3 separate regions of the Mus musculus genome follow, and all the other regions are linked to region 1. The links are chromatin contacts, called in public Hi-C and HiChIP or PLAC-seq maps. All regions are on one chromosome and are shown on one strand. The core of a region is the stretch at or near the end of the contact, and the rest is flanking DNA. Distances in the headings are between cores, read along the strand shown.

Region 1 (4,715 bases), core at 1,515-4,014:
CCAGTCCCACTCCTCAGACTAAGCAGAAGCAGCATCTATCAGTTGAACACTAGGTAAAGGCCTGTCATCTGACCATGGGGCCAGTATATAGAGATAATCTGCACATGACCTACCTCTCCTCTCTTTTCCAGTTTCCTCCTTTCAAACAGCTTCCACTTGGTGAGAATGCACTCATAGGCCTTGTGACATAAGCCTGGGTCACAAGGATTCATTCACCTCTAGTGAGGATGCAGAGCCCAGTTCTTTCTCAACTTCTGATCTGAGATATGAGGGCAAAGCCCAATGGGCCAGCCTGGGTGGATTAGCAATCCATATTTCACCAGGCAGTGGTGGCACATACCTTTAATCCCAGCACTTGGGAGGCAGAAGCAGGCAGAACTGTGAGTTTGAGGCCAGCCTGGTTTACAGAGTGAGTTGCAGGACACCCAGGGCTACACAGAGAAACCAAACCCTGTTTTGAAAAACAAAATAAAACCAAAAAGCAAAGCGAAAAAACAAAAAAAAGCCACATTTGTCCATGAACTGAGGTCAATGAGTCCTGTCTTAAACTAGGAGTTGGAGAGGGCAAACCCCTTCACAGTTGGGCTGCAATTGGCAGAGCAGTGGAGTAGCATGGGTAGACTCATAAGCATTCATAGTCTCCTTTGTTGATGCTCTTTACACAACAGAGTTTCCTATACTAGCCTGGGGGCAGATCCCATCCAGGGGTTCCACCACAGAACAATTCTGAGCATCTTTGGTCATGTTCACAGCCTTTGCCTCCCCAGGACCCCGTGAGGTCTCAACCCAAGACAGTTTGTCAGTCAGTCTGTTACTGCAGCAGGCAGAAACACGATTGGTGGCTTGTATGACTGTATCCAACCAAGCCCCTGAGGAATAAGAGGGAACAGAGTCAAAAGAGATGGTGGGTCGAAGAGGCTGTGCCTTCTCCCTGCCCTCACTATTGAGCCCTTTCCAAGGAGTTTAGACCAAAAGATTGAGGACCCACAGCCCAAGAAGAGCCCAAGAATTGCTGGCAAATGGGCTCTCAGGAAGGGAAACTCTGTTGCGTGACAAATCTTCCCTGGTATAAATAAGTAGCTCTACCATGGTCAATTTCAGATTCCTACGTGGGAACAACTACCTACTGATCATTGAATATTCAGCAAAAAGATCTAACATGTCAGAAGGAACAGTCTTTGGTTCATGGGGTGGATGGGTGGTTCCTGCCCTATCATGAAGTGACAGAGCCCAGGCCCACCCCTATACAGCCTTCAGGCCCTGACTTGTCAGAAACCACAGATGTCTGGAGATGGCCCCAACATGTGTGCAGATGGTGCCAGCTCCGGGACTCCTGAAAGCTGTTAGAGCCTCGAGGCCATGAGGCTGAGCTCTTTCCTCTGTGTTCTTTAATGCCAGAACAGAGAGTGTGCAGACATGGAACCTCCGGGCAGCAGAGAAAAGAAAGGGAGCCAAGACAGGGGTCTTAGACAGTGCCACAGGCCTGCCTGTCCTCTGCTCTGGAAGACAGCTTTAACAAGAGGACTCAGGAGTGTGAACGTGTGGGTCCAGGATTCTCCCCTGCACTGCTCAGCACATAGGTGTGACGACCTCCTCCTTTATCCCCTAGGAAGCATTTACAGGGGAGCCTGCAAAATCCTGGTTGCTATTGGAAATACTGATGTCACTGGCAGGGGTGGAGCTTCAGCAGTTTTTTTTTTTTTTTTAATTTGGGAAAGGCTGTACTTTACATGGCAGGAGGGGGACAAAGAATTAGGATTGCCAGACTGAGAAACAAGGAGAGCTCTGGGAAATGACTGCTGGGAGCAAGATGCAGTTCACACTGGTGAACAGCCAAAGAGAGGAAGCAGGGAATACAAAATAATCTAATTCAGACAGTGCTGCCTGATGTCTAACCTTGCTTTAGCTGCTATAAACAGCTTCCTCTGTCCTTGGTCTCCTTCAGGTCTCCTAGAAGGTACCACTCTATAGTAGAGGAGCCAATGTCACACCTATTTTTTCTTTTTCTTCTTTTTAAATTTTCTTTCTTTTCTTTTCTTTCCTTTCCTTCCCCCCCCCCCCCCCCGAGACAGGGTTTCTCTGTATAGCCCTGGCTGTCCTGGAACTCACTTTGTAGACCAGGCTGGCCTCGAACTCAGAAATCTGCCTGCCTCTGCCTTCAGAGTGCTGGGATTAAAGTCGTGCACCACCTCCGCCCGGCCGTCACACCTATTCTTAACCTCCAGAAGGGAGTCTAAGTCACGGATCCAAGGTGTGGTGTTCCCCTCCCTCCAATTTGGTTTTATTTATTTATAGACAGATCCTGTTACTCACTATGTAGCCCAGGCTGGCCTTGAACTCTAGCAATCCTATCTCACCCTCTAGAGTGTATCCAACTCTCTCCTATAATACTGAGCCCTATCAGAAGGAAATCACCAATATCCTTCCCCCAGCGGTATAGAGGGACAGGGCCTCTTCCTGACCTTGGAAGAATCAAGTCCCAAAATATTACAAACTGTAGGTAAGAACTTCTACTTGAGCGCGCACACTCAAGCATTCACAATGCATTCCCTCCTGTTTAAATACACTTAAGAGTGCAGGTGCACGTGGTGATAAGAAACCCGGCTCAGCTATCGCAAGTCGGGACCACACGGATGACTGTCCCTGGTTCTCTGTATGCTAACGCGCGTGCACATGCCCACGTGGGCGCGTCTCACTCGCGCGCTCCAAGCATTTACGCCAACGCAGGCGCGCGTCAGGAGGCGCGCGCTCGACTCCGCGTCAGGAAGCGGGGGCGGTGGGAGGGGTAGAACGCGTAGGTCCCGCTCACGACTCCGCAGCTGCTGCAGTCGCCGCAGCATCGGGACCAGTCGCACAGTCCAGGCAGCTGTCTTTTTCGCCTTTTCCGCGCGGGTGTTCGAGCAGCGCCCAATACGCTTCAGCACCTCGGACAGCACCCGCCGCGCTCGCCCTGGGCTCCTGAAGAATCCGCGGGTGCTTGACCGCGCGGGGGCCCGGGGGTCCGTACATCGCGAGGTGGTCGCGCTCGCGCAACCCAGAACCAGGCCCGCTGTGCCCGAGGCTCATGAGCACCATGCACCTGCTGACATTCGCCCTGCTTTTCTCCTGCTCCTTCGCCCGCGCTGCCTGCGACCCCAAGATTGTCAACATCGGCGCGGTGCTGAGCACGCGCAAGCACGAGCAGATGTTCCGCGAGGCAGTAAACCAGGCCAATAAGCGACACGGCTCTTGGAAGATACAGCTCAACGCCACTTCTGTCACCCACAAGCCCAACGCCATACAGATGGCCCTGTCAGTGTGTGAGGACCTCATCTCTAGCCAGGTGACCACTACTTCCTCTCTCCCCTGCTCCTCCACCATCCTCCACTGCCCCAGTTTCATTCGATCCTTCCCTGGTCCTTCTCAGTCTCCTTACCAGACCACCCCAAGCCAACTGGTCCCTGGAAAGGCCTGGGACAAATGTCTGTGTCTGCTGGTTCCCCCTGGACTGGTCCTCAGAGGACCATGTGTGCTGTCATGTGACTATCATTGGTGATCTGTTCCATCTAGTCAGTGTGGTTCTAGACATTTTGAGCACAAGATGGAGGAGCACTTCAGGGAACTGGCTGGATGAGGCCTGGGGCTATCTTTGTTTCTTTCCTTACCTCTCTTCCCTTCCCCCATTCATGGGTCTGCATAGGATGGTCCAGGTGCCAGAGCAAACAGGCTCTGCAGGGGTTGGAGTGAGGACTGCGCATGCCAGAGACACCAAGGCACAGAGTGGGAGCTGAGTGCAGTGTGCTGCAGGGGAGGACATGTTGCTGGTGAAGCTGTCCTCCCCTAGCTGAACTGGCTGCTGAATTCCAATGAAGCCATGAGAGTCACTGCAATGCACCATCTTATGTAAAATGAGGACAGGAACAGAGACTGTGCCAAGTCTATTAATACTTGCTTTTCAAAGGACATCTACATCCATGAACATATCTGCTCACACACATGTTCATGCACATGGCACTAGCACACACTACGTCTCAAAATAACACAGTCAACTGCACATGCTCACTCACACACATCTGTATATCCATGGACACCCTGCTTGATATGGTCAGTGCACATAGCAACACTGCTTCCATCATGAGAGTCCTATATCAAGATAGACACACTGGTGTGTATAGTGCAAACATGCTCCAGCCCTTGCTCAAGAATACCTACATACCTTCATACACATGCATACCTACATACAATGTGACCTAAAGTGTGCAGGCTGGGGATCATGGTGAGGGCAGTGAGAAGCAGTCCTCACATTGCAGAGTGTAGAGGCCATGCCAGAGTTTTGTGTCCCCATTCCCACCCTGCCTCACTTTACAAGCGGTGAGCCCTGGTCAGAAGAGAGGATCTACCAACTGCATGTGCCTCTGTGTGTGTGTGTGTGTGTGTGGTGTGGTGTATGTGTGTGGTATGTGTGGTGTGTATGTGTGTGTGGCATGTTGTGTGTGTGTGTGTGTTGTAGTGTGTGTTGTGTGGTGTCTTGTGTGTGTGGTGTGTGTGTGTTTGTGTGGTGTGTGTGTGTGTGTGTCATGGTGCGTGTGTGTTTGTGTGGTGTGGTGTGTGTGTGGTGTGTATGTGTGTGGCATGGTGCATGTGAGTTGTGTGTGTGTTTGTATGTTGTGTTGTGTTGTGCGTGTGTGGTGTGTATGTGTGTGGCATGGTGCATGTGTGTTGTGTGTGTATATGTG
Region 2 (4,715 bases), core at 814-3,313, 260 kb before region 1:
TGCCTACTCTACTCAGGCCCTGCCTGATCCATCACGAAGGCCCCCAGAGTCTGGACCAGTTGGTTCAGCGCCTTCCAAATCCCCTGGGCCTCCTTTAGTCTTATACAAATTCTCTGCCCTGAGCTCCACCCACTCCACACCTCTAATTTTGCCTGGGAGCCCCCACCCCCACCCCTGTCCCGTTTCCAACCAGCTGCTTCTTTTCTTCTCTGTTCGTAACCGGGCCATCCAAATTCCACATCCTGGGCTCTCCCCAAGCCAGTCAAGGAGAGGGGGCTCCCCAAGGGCCCGGTCCTCGCCCTCGGTGCTCCCCACTGGGAGGTGGGGTGGGACTGAGGACCTCTGGGCTCTGCCTGCTACACTCATCCCATGGGGACAAACTCAGTTGGTGTATGTTGTGGGTGCTTGCTATAGCTCTCCAACCCTTCTAGTCCAGAAATCCATGTTAACCAAAGCCCGATGTCCTTACTTCGAGCACTTCCCCTAACCCTCCTGTCTGGGGTGTATCAGGCTCAGAGGGCTACTCCCTGTGCACCCCTATGAGGTTGAGGCAATGGGCGTAGCCAGCACTGTACACGTACCAGTGCCGCCTGTCCTTCAATACTCTCACCTTAGTCTGGGCACTTGTAGACAAGTTGGAATACTGGGGAATTTTCAGGTTAAGGCCAAGGTACAATCCACCCTGCCAGATGGAAGCCTGAGCAGGGGAAGCAGTGTGGGCGGCGACCCAACCAGAGTTAAGATCTGGGTAAGGATTTGAGCTCCCAACACCTACCCAACAAGATGGCCTTAAAAATCTGCCTTCCAGAGAAGATGGAGAGGTGGGAAGCGTGTGCTGACGAATTAGCAGACAACCCTACTGAGAGCAGCTCCTACCACGGAATGACTTGGGAATGAGTAAGGAACAGGGCTGTCCCTAATTAGGAACTGGACTAGGAAAGGTGCTTAGTAGTGAGCCACCAAGTGTGGGTACGGTTAAGGAGTCGGTGCCGAGGCCTGCCCCGAATCCAATCCTGTGTGCAAAAGTGCCCTGGCTGCACTCCAAGCTGAGAGAGAAGCCAAAGCCTGACGTGTTGTGGAGAGGTCTAGGCTTCCCTAAGCCCCTTGCCTGACCCCGTACCTGGATCTGAGCCCAGGACTTTGTGGAGGGTGTGACCCAGAGAGGGCTTGCGACCAGATTCTCCAAGAATCTTGGGAGAAGAAGAAGCCCCAAGCCCTTAGGAGCTCTGAAAGTTCAATTGCAAGAACCTGGGACACACACCTATGCACGAGGGTGTGCACACGCGCCAGCTACCCTCGACTGGATGTCCCCGGGACACTCCAGCTCTCTCTCCTTGGCCCCTGTCTTAGCACATGCCCGGATGCCGCTCTTGCAACACTTGCTGCCCCGCCGCCTGCCGCCCTCCCCAGGGGCTCCACAGTCCCTCCTGCGGCAGACTGGCAAGAACGCCTCTGACGAGAAGGGCAAGTGCTTTCGAACCAAGTAAAATAGAACTTGAATGTAGCTGCTGCTAATAACTCGGTAGTGGTGGTGGTGGTGGTCGTCGTCGTGGCCGGGGGGGGGGGGGGGGGGGGGAGCATTGCGTCAAAGCTTCCGGGAGTAGGAGCTTAACAACCCGCAACCGGAGTATTGTGGAAGGGGAGGCCCGAGGGTGTGAAGTGGAGTATGCAGGGGAGTACTTGAATTTGGAGAGACCGGAGAGAGATCCTCCGGTTTACAGGTGTTGGGGAAGAGAGGACTTCGGATTTATGGTTTACGGATTGAAGCCTTAGGACCCAGGAGTGGAACCGGAGTGCGTCCTTGCATCCTTTTGCTGCCCTGCAGCGGGTTGATTTACAGCACCACGGGTTAACCTATGCCTCGGCTCCTTTAACTGGGACTCATGAGCCCGATCCCAAAGCTGCAAAGAACTGGGTTGCAATTGGCCAGTCCGTGCCTCAGATTGGAGGTACAACTGGCTGAGGCTCTGGGCTAGGTAAGCATTCCCTCACGGGATTGGCCGTGGCTGCCAAAGGGCCCGCCTCCCTACGCATAGGCCTGGGTCGGGTTTGGTAAGGGGCTGTGGGGCCCAGAGATCGAGCGCTTCGGGGAACATGGCGGCGGACCTCGGTCAGATTCCTGATGTAGACATTGATTCGGATGGCGTCTTCAAGTATGTGCTGATTCGAGTCCACTTAGCAGAGCCTTCTGGGGATCCGGCGAAGGAGTGCAAGGAAATCGTGCGTGGCTACAAATGGGCTGAGTACCACGGTGAGGGCGGGGCCTCTGTGCCCTTGGAGGCGGGACGAAGGTTAGGGGCGGGGCCTTACAGTTGCTGGTAGCGGAGTAGTGACTGCTAATATATCATGACTTGTACTAACACATAGCTAGGCTGACCTAGAAACGTCGGGATTTGGGCAGAAAGGAGTGCCATGACTGGGATCTTCTTAATCCCGTCTCTCACTTCGAAAGTGTCTTCTTCCTCCCGTTCATCTTTTTGCCAGCGGGGGAAGGGCTCATCTTCTCTGGGAAAAAGACCACCAAGAGCTGGAGCTTCTGACCCCATATCCAGCCCTAGAGTTCAGTGTGGGGCCAACAAGGGCGGCTAGGGCATATCCTGAGGCCACTCTCCCCACCCCAGCGGACATCTATGACAAAGTGTCAGGCGAGCTGCAAAGGAATGGCTATGACTGTGAGTGCCTAGGCGGCGGGCGCATCTCCCATCAGAGCCAGGACAGGAAGATACACGTGTATGGCTACTCTATGGTGAGCTCCAGTCCCCAGGTCTCAGCCAGACTGCAAAGCTCACCTTTGTGAGCCTGACCCCACCCCCACCCCACCCCACCCCACCCCTCACACCACCATTCAGGCCACCTTTGGGACTCTGAAAGTTGGAGCTACAGAACCCTTACTTAAGGGCTGAATGGGTTTTCCTTTCCCCACGTTTTCCAAATGACACCTTGGGCTACATCCCCGACTTGCTCCAGATCCTGATGGGTCTGTGTCCTGACTCTCTAGGGGCCCTTGGAGCCACCAGTACTGGGGTCAAATTCACAGTTCTATGTTGATCCTTTTTCATAAAGTCCACCTTAGACCCTCAGGCATCACCTGAAGAGCTCTTCAGTCCTCATCATGATCCCAGTATGATTAGGATGGTAGGATCTGCTAACTTTCCCCAGGGCTGCTATTGCTGCGGCTTCTGGGTGGGCTCCCAAAGCAAAAAACTAGCAAACTGGCGGTCATCCTTTCTCTAGGGTTACGGTCGTGCCCAGCACTCTGTTTCAACTGAGAAGATCAAAGCCAAGTATCCTGACTATGAGGTCACCTGGGCTGACGATGGCTACTGAAGCTCTGCCCCACCCCCCACCCCCCGGACTAAGTCAGGTCTCTGCTCTTGCTGTGTTCTGTTTTGAGGGGCTGGCCCTGTGCTTTCCTTTTGTACCTTAGGCAGCATAGCACCTGCCAGGCCTTAGAGGCCAGACCAATCTGGTCCATAGGAATTAAAAGCATTGATATGCCTACTAGTCCCTGACTTGTGTCTTGCCTTCTTTACCTTTGGATTGCACCGGACAGACCTGCTCAGCTTCAGGGGCCCTGGGAACTACTGGTGCACACTCAGCCCCCTAGGTGCAGATAAGGGGGCCCCTGCATTGCAGCCATTTATGGCTTGATTGTTCCTCCATGAAGCTGCTATCCCCAAGGACATCTGGGAGGGGGCCCCACAGGCCTTGCACAAGAAGTCAGTTCCTGGCCACCTAAGGCCTGGGGTGCCCACAAGTGCCCCCTTCCTGTAGTTCATCCAGGAGTCCCACCAGGAAAGGGTCCTGGCAGCCATTGTCCCGCCAGCTGGCAGGCTACATTTTTCATCTGTTCTCAGGCCAAGCCTGATATCCCTGAGTGATCGCAGGAACAGTCATGCTTGTGTCTCCTTCACTTGGGACTTTAACTTAGATGGATCTTAGTCCCAGGACCATTTACACTCTAATTCTCTGCACTAACCCCACTTCACCATACAGGACAGTGGGTAGGCACCAGCTTAACCCCTGCTCTAAAAAGTCTCACACACCTTGTGCCATTATAGTGAGTCCTAGGGAGAGCCAGGGCTGGGGCCTCCCTCACCAGACTTGAGCCAGCCTTCGTCAGCTCTGTAGACGGCACACAGACACTACTGAGAGAGATACCCTGTATAGGCTAGGAGGCAGCTGAGATACCCTGTATAGGCTAGGGGGCAGCTGAGATACCCTGTATAGGCTAGGGGGCAGCTGAGATACCCTGTATAGGCTAGGGGGCTGACCTAAGGCGAGACAAGCCCCAAGGTCTCAGTCAGTCAGTCATAGGCAGATTCTAGTTCCATGTGACAAGATCTTCATAACTCTGACATTCCTCTTGCCTCAGCTGTGGGCCTTTTCATGGGAGAATGAGTTTGTGGGCTCATCAAGACTTTTTCCAATCACCAACCACACAGCACATGATATCTCAGAACAGTTTTTGTTTTGCTTCATTTTTTTAAAAGATTCCTCCTTTTTTTTTTTTTTTTTTTTTTGGAGACAGGGTTTCTCTGAAGATTTGTTTATTTAATGCATATGAGTACACTGTAGCTGTCTACAGACATCAGATCCCATTACAGACAGCTGTGAGTCACCATGTGGTTGCTGAGATTTGAACTCAGGACCTCTGGAAGAGCAGTCAGTGCTGTTAACTGCTGAGGCATCTCTCCAGCCCCTTGTTCGTTTTT
Region 3 (4,715 bases), core at 837-3,336, 240 kb before region 1:
CATACCTGGGAATTTCCAGGTAATAAACAATTCATAATTTTAAAATTTGTGTATTTTCTGAAAAGTGTGATGCGCTTTCATACTGTACCCACTGTCTCACCTAAGACAGTGTCCAGTGTCTGTCCTCTGTCCAGTGCTGTCTCAGCAGTGTATGCTACCTGCCTCTTACTCATCCATCTGTCAACCTTTTTGGATCCCAGATAACTGTCAAGGCACCAAAACAGACTTCATGTTCGAGAAATCATGATGGAGGAGCCTGATGCTACATAATCACGGCTTGGTGATTCGCATGGCTTCAGAATATCATTGAGATAATCTATCACTTCACACCATCCCTAAAAGAAGGGTGCATATAGGACCCCAGGAAACCACACTGGCACAACTCCTATTACAGTGTACTGTTACAGCTGTTCTTTTCAACCATTACTTATGACTGGCTTACATGAGTATTTGTCTGCATACAGCGCCCATAGAGCCAGAAGCGGGTGTTGGGGTCCACCAGACCTGGAGTTACTGGCAGGTGTGAACTGCCATGTTGATGCTGGTACCTGACCTTGGGTCTGTAAGAACAGCAAGTATTCTTCACCACAGAGCCAACTCTCCAACCCTTATTACTATTTCTTACTGTGCCTAATCTATAAACTTCTTCATGGGTGGGTATATATGAGTAGGAGAACACACACTACATACAGGATCCAGCACAACTCAGTTTCAGGCATCTACTGAGCAGCCTCAGAATGTGTCCCCAAAGAAACAGGGGTACACTGTACACACATATCTAGATAACATGCATTGAACTACTGCTAAAAGAACCAACTCACTTTTACACTAAGACAGGTGTGAGCTGGGTATGGTGGCACAGGACTGTGATCCTAGCCCTCAGAAGGCTGATTCAAGCCTTCTTAGTGCTAGATACACTAGACCCAGAAATCAATATCAGAGCACGTGCATGCGCACACACAGTACAGGCGACCAGGTTCTTTATTGGAAACAGAGCTAGTTTTCTTCCAAACTCTGCTATAAAGCAGAAAGGTGTGGAATGCTGCCCTGGCTTCTTCGGCCAGTACGGTTCCTAATGAGAAATGACACACCCCACAGTAGTCTCAGTAGTCTCCCTGGGAAGTAGGACCACTAACGATGATGCCTGGGCCACAGTAACTGAGTATTAACATCCTGCTTCAGAGGAGTGGCATGTGAGCGTCTCTGTGTAATATGCTCAGACTTTCTACACACTTAAGGATGATTCCAAGTTCTCCTGAAAAGAGGACTGTGGACTTGGCTTCAACTATGGCAAATAACTCCAGCTCTGGTCAGTACCACTTAGGGAACCACAGCATCCAGGGCTCAGGGACACAGAGTTCACCTATGGAGAGGACATCAGACCAATGTCTCACACAGCCCTCTTTATAGGCTGACATCGCCTGGGTGGGCATCATGGGCAGGAAGCCACCAGTGATGCCAGCACAGGCTGATACCAGGTAAGGGCAAAACCTTCAGCAGGACTGCCCCTACCCTGGTTCCCAAGTTTCCTGCGCCTAATGCCCACGTTGCCCACCCCACATTTAGTGACCAGCCAGGTTCTCTGACCCACACTTGCACCTGTTCTCAATCCTGTTTTCATCTCCATCCAGGTCCTCACCCAGGCCTGTCCCAGTCCAGAGCCCAGGCCACATTCCCATCCCCCTGCTCCGACCTTTGCCCCAGCCTCGCGCAGGTCAGCTGCCCTCTACCCCAGTCTTTTCCCGTACTCCATCTCCAAGGAGTACCTGTTGTCCCCCAAGGTCTCCACCCTCGAAAGATCCGTTCGGGTCCCCACCCACTGCCGGATTCCCCGGCTCGGCCCAGCGACCGCAGAGCGCCGTGCGGCCCGGCAGCTTCCCGCCGCCCCCCGCTGGCTGAGCACCTGCTTAGACTTGGCCTGTGCGGCCGTGGGGCCCTTCTTGCGCAGCACCGTCACGGTGTCCCAGTCACTCTCGGCCATGGCGCGGCGGGGGCAGCGATCCGTCCGGCGGCTCTGGCAGCTGCTCGAGACCCGGCGCGGCGACGCGACGTCCCTTCGTCGCCTCCCCGCTTCCGGCGCCAGCGCCTCGGTCCCGCCCCTGGTTCCCATTGGTCGGTGGTTCCAGGAGCCCGCACTTCCCGAGCTCTGCGGCCAATCCGCACCCGGCTAGTCTAGGGACCCGCGGGGGCTGCCCGCGGGCGGCGCGTGGAGGGCGACGCCTGATCGCCGCCACGGTTCCAGTCCCGTGTCCCTGTGGCTGCGCAGGGCGGAGCGCCAGGGGTGGGAATTGTGTGGGGATCGAAGGGAGCGGAGAGTGAGGGACCCTAAAGGAGAGAAGAGCGGAGAGGACATGGAGAGCAGACGGGAGGACCGAAGAAGAGAGTGGAGGATCCCGAGAAAAAAAGTGCAGAAGAGAGAAGAACCTTAGTAAAAAGAGTGGGGACCCGGAAGAGAGCTGGGGCGGAGAGGGAACACAGGTATCTGCGAGGGGAGTGAGGCACGGAGAAGGGGGCCCTGGAGACCTACACACACGCCATGCTAGCACAGGTGCCGTACAAGTGGGATCCTACTGATCCCAGCCGGTCTCCACCACCTTACTTCTGGAGAACCTGGGCCAGCGTCCCCCACACCAGTGGGTATACACCTGTCTTCCAGGCCACGCCTTAGGAGATCCCAGGATAGAATCCAGGTTCTCTTGTGCTTGTAGCTTGGCATTATACCAGTACTTCGAAGTTCCTTTGGAGGTGCTCTCTGGGAGAGAAACAGCAGCTGGCAAATTTTGTGGGGCCAGAAACATGTGAACCATTGATGGCTTCTTTGGAATACATAGAAACAAAATTACTTTAAAAATAAGCAACTCAGCCTCGAGGTGGTGGTCTTTAATCCCAGCATTCGGAAGGCCGAGGCAGAAGAATCTTTGGGTACGAGGTCAGCCTAGTCTACCAAACGAGCTCCGGGACAGCCAAGGCTACATAGAGAAACTGTCTCAAAAAACAAACAAAAACACCCTATAAATACAAAAATACACACACACCAAAAAAAGGAGCCTGGAGAGATGCTCTCTCTCCAGGAACTGCTCTTCCAGAGATCCTGAGGTCCCAGCAACCACATAGTGGTTCTTGACATCTGTATTTGAATACTATGCCTTCTTCTGATGTGTCTGAAGACAGCTACCGTGTACTCATATACATTAAATTAATAATAATAATAATGTAAATTACTTCTGCAACACCCGTATTTGCCAGGTGGAGATATGAGGATCAGAAGGTCAAGGTTATCTTTAGCTACAAAGCAAGTTTGAGACCTTCCAGGACTACATGGAACCCTGCTTGGGGAGGAAAACAAAATGATTATAGAGGCATAGTGGCTAAGAGCATTTGCTGCTCTTGCAGAGAACCTGAGAACAGCAGGATGTAACTCTAACTCCAGCGGCATTGATTCCCTCTTCTGGCCTCTGAGGGCACTAGGCACACAGTTGGTGTACAGACATGTAAAGGCAAAATGCCCATACACTTAAAACAAGATGGAATACACACCACACACACTCCACACACACACCACACATACATGGTGGTGGTGGTTTGGTTTGGTTGGTTTGTTTGTTTGTTTGTTTAAAGGCTCACTGTGTGGACTGGCTAGTCTGGAACTCATAAAGATCTGCCTGCTTCTACCTCCTGACTAGTGGGATTAAAAGCATGCACCTTCACTCTGGATACCAAAAAATAAAATAAAATAAAATTTTTAAAAAATCACACTTTAATTTTATTTTTAATTAAAAAATGGGGTGATGGCTTTGCAGTAAAAAGCACCGACTGCTCTTCCAGAAGACTTGAGTTTAATTCCCAGCACCTACAAGGTGGCTCCCAGGCATCTATAATTCATCTCAGGGGCTCAGATGCCTTCTGGCCTCCACAGACACGGAACACATGCTGTGCATAGATTTACATGCAGACCAAGTATCCATAAATAGAAAATAAAAGGTTTAAAATCTGTGGGGTTTTTGTTTTGTTTTGTTTTGTTTTGTTTTGAGACAGGGTCTCAGTATGTAACTTTTGCTGGATTGAATTTGATATGTAGTCCAGGCTGGCCTAAAAGATCACAGGGAGCCACCTGCCTCTGCCTCTGGAGGGCTGGAATTAAAGGTGTGCACCACCACTCCTGGCTAAAAAGTTTTAAAATAAATCTTTTTTTTTTTTAAGATTTATTTATTTATTTTATGTAAGTACACTATAGCTGTCTTCAGATACTCCAGAAGAGGGCGCCAGATCTTGTTACAGATGGTTGTGAGCCTCCATGTGGTTGCTGGGATTTGAACTCAGGACCTCTGGAAGAGCAGTCAGTGCTCTTAACCCCCGAGCCATCTCTCCAGCCCTTAAAACAAATCTTAACAGTAAGTTACAGAAATACTTTTTTTTTCCTCCTGATGTGCATTTGTTTTCAATTTGGGGAGGGATGGTATGTGTGTAAGTCAGAGGACAAGGTGGCACACACCTTTAATTTCTGCCCTTGGGAAGCAGAGGCAGGTGGATCTCTCAGAGTCCCAGGTCAGCCAGAGATACACAGTGAGATCCTGTCTCAAAATAAAAAAGTGATAATATAAAATTTTATATTTATATAAATTATATGCATATAAATATATATTCTATACATAGCATATAAGTATAAATTATATACTATATACTTATATAATTTATATTTATATAAATTATAAATA

Evidence for each region. A called contact is a pair of places that touch in the nucleus more often than the background predicts. HiChIP or PLAC-seq counts read pairs in DNA pulled down with a chosen protein or histone mark.
Region 2: a contact with region 1 is called in a Hi-C map of cortical neurons, with 2.6 times the contacts expected there. The contact joins the promoter of Phpt1 here to the promoter of Grin1 in region 1. A contact is called at or near these places in 1 of 39 promoter capture datasets (hippocampal neurons), 1 of 484 Hi-C or Micro-C datasets (cortical neurons), 3 of 115 datasets of contacts at active chromatin or transcription factors (embryonic stem cells and pancreatic cancer cells) and 2 of 9 other capture datasets (adipose tissue and liver).
Region 3: a contact with region 1 is called in an H3K4me3 HiChIP or PLAC-seq map of bone marrow-derived macrophages, with 3 times the contacts expected there. The contact joins the promoter of Edf1 here to the promoter of Grin1 in region 1. A contact is called at or near these places in 5 of 39 promoter capture datasets (the SN4741 cell line, embryonic stem cells, liver and 1 more), 1 of 484 Hi-C or Micro-C datasets (embryonic stem cells), 3 of 115 datasets of contacts at active chromatin or transcription factors (bone marrow-derived macrophages, microglia and pancreatic cancer cells) and 2 of 9 other capture datasets (adipose tissue and liver).

What each region holds. Positions count from the first base shown.
Region 1 is chr2:25,317,236-25,321,950 of GRCm38.p6, reverse strand. It overlaps Grin1 (glutamate receptor, ionotropic, NMDA1 (zeta 1)), which reads left to right and starts at 2,764. Exons shown (of 20, transcript NM_008169.3): 1 at 2,764-3,322. The coding sequence starts at 3,065.
Region 2 is chr2:25,572,219-25,576,933 of GRCm38.p6, reverse strand. It overlaps Phpt1 (phosphohistidine phosphatase 1), which reads left to right and starts at 2,063. Exons shown (of 3, transcript NM_029293.2): 1 at 2,063-2,251; 2 at 2,622-2,746; 3 at 3,235-3,503. The coding sequence starts at 2,095. The coding sequence ends at 3,327. Ajm1 (apical junction component 1) reads left to right here. Exons shown (of 1, transcript NM_001005424.2): 1 at 1-1,518.
Region 3 is chr2:25,555,218-25,559,932 of GRCm38.p6, reverse strand. Edf1 (endothelial differentiation-related factor 1) reads right to left here and starts at 2,086. Exons shown (of 5, transcript NM_021519.2): 1 at 1,904-2,086. The coding sequence starts at 1,981. Gm35476 (a long non-coding RNA gene) reads left to right here and starts at 2,405. Exons shown (of 4, transcript XR_866044.3): 1 at 2,405-2,478.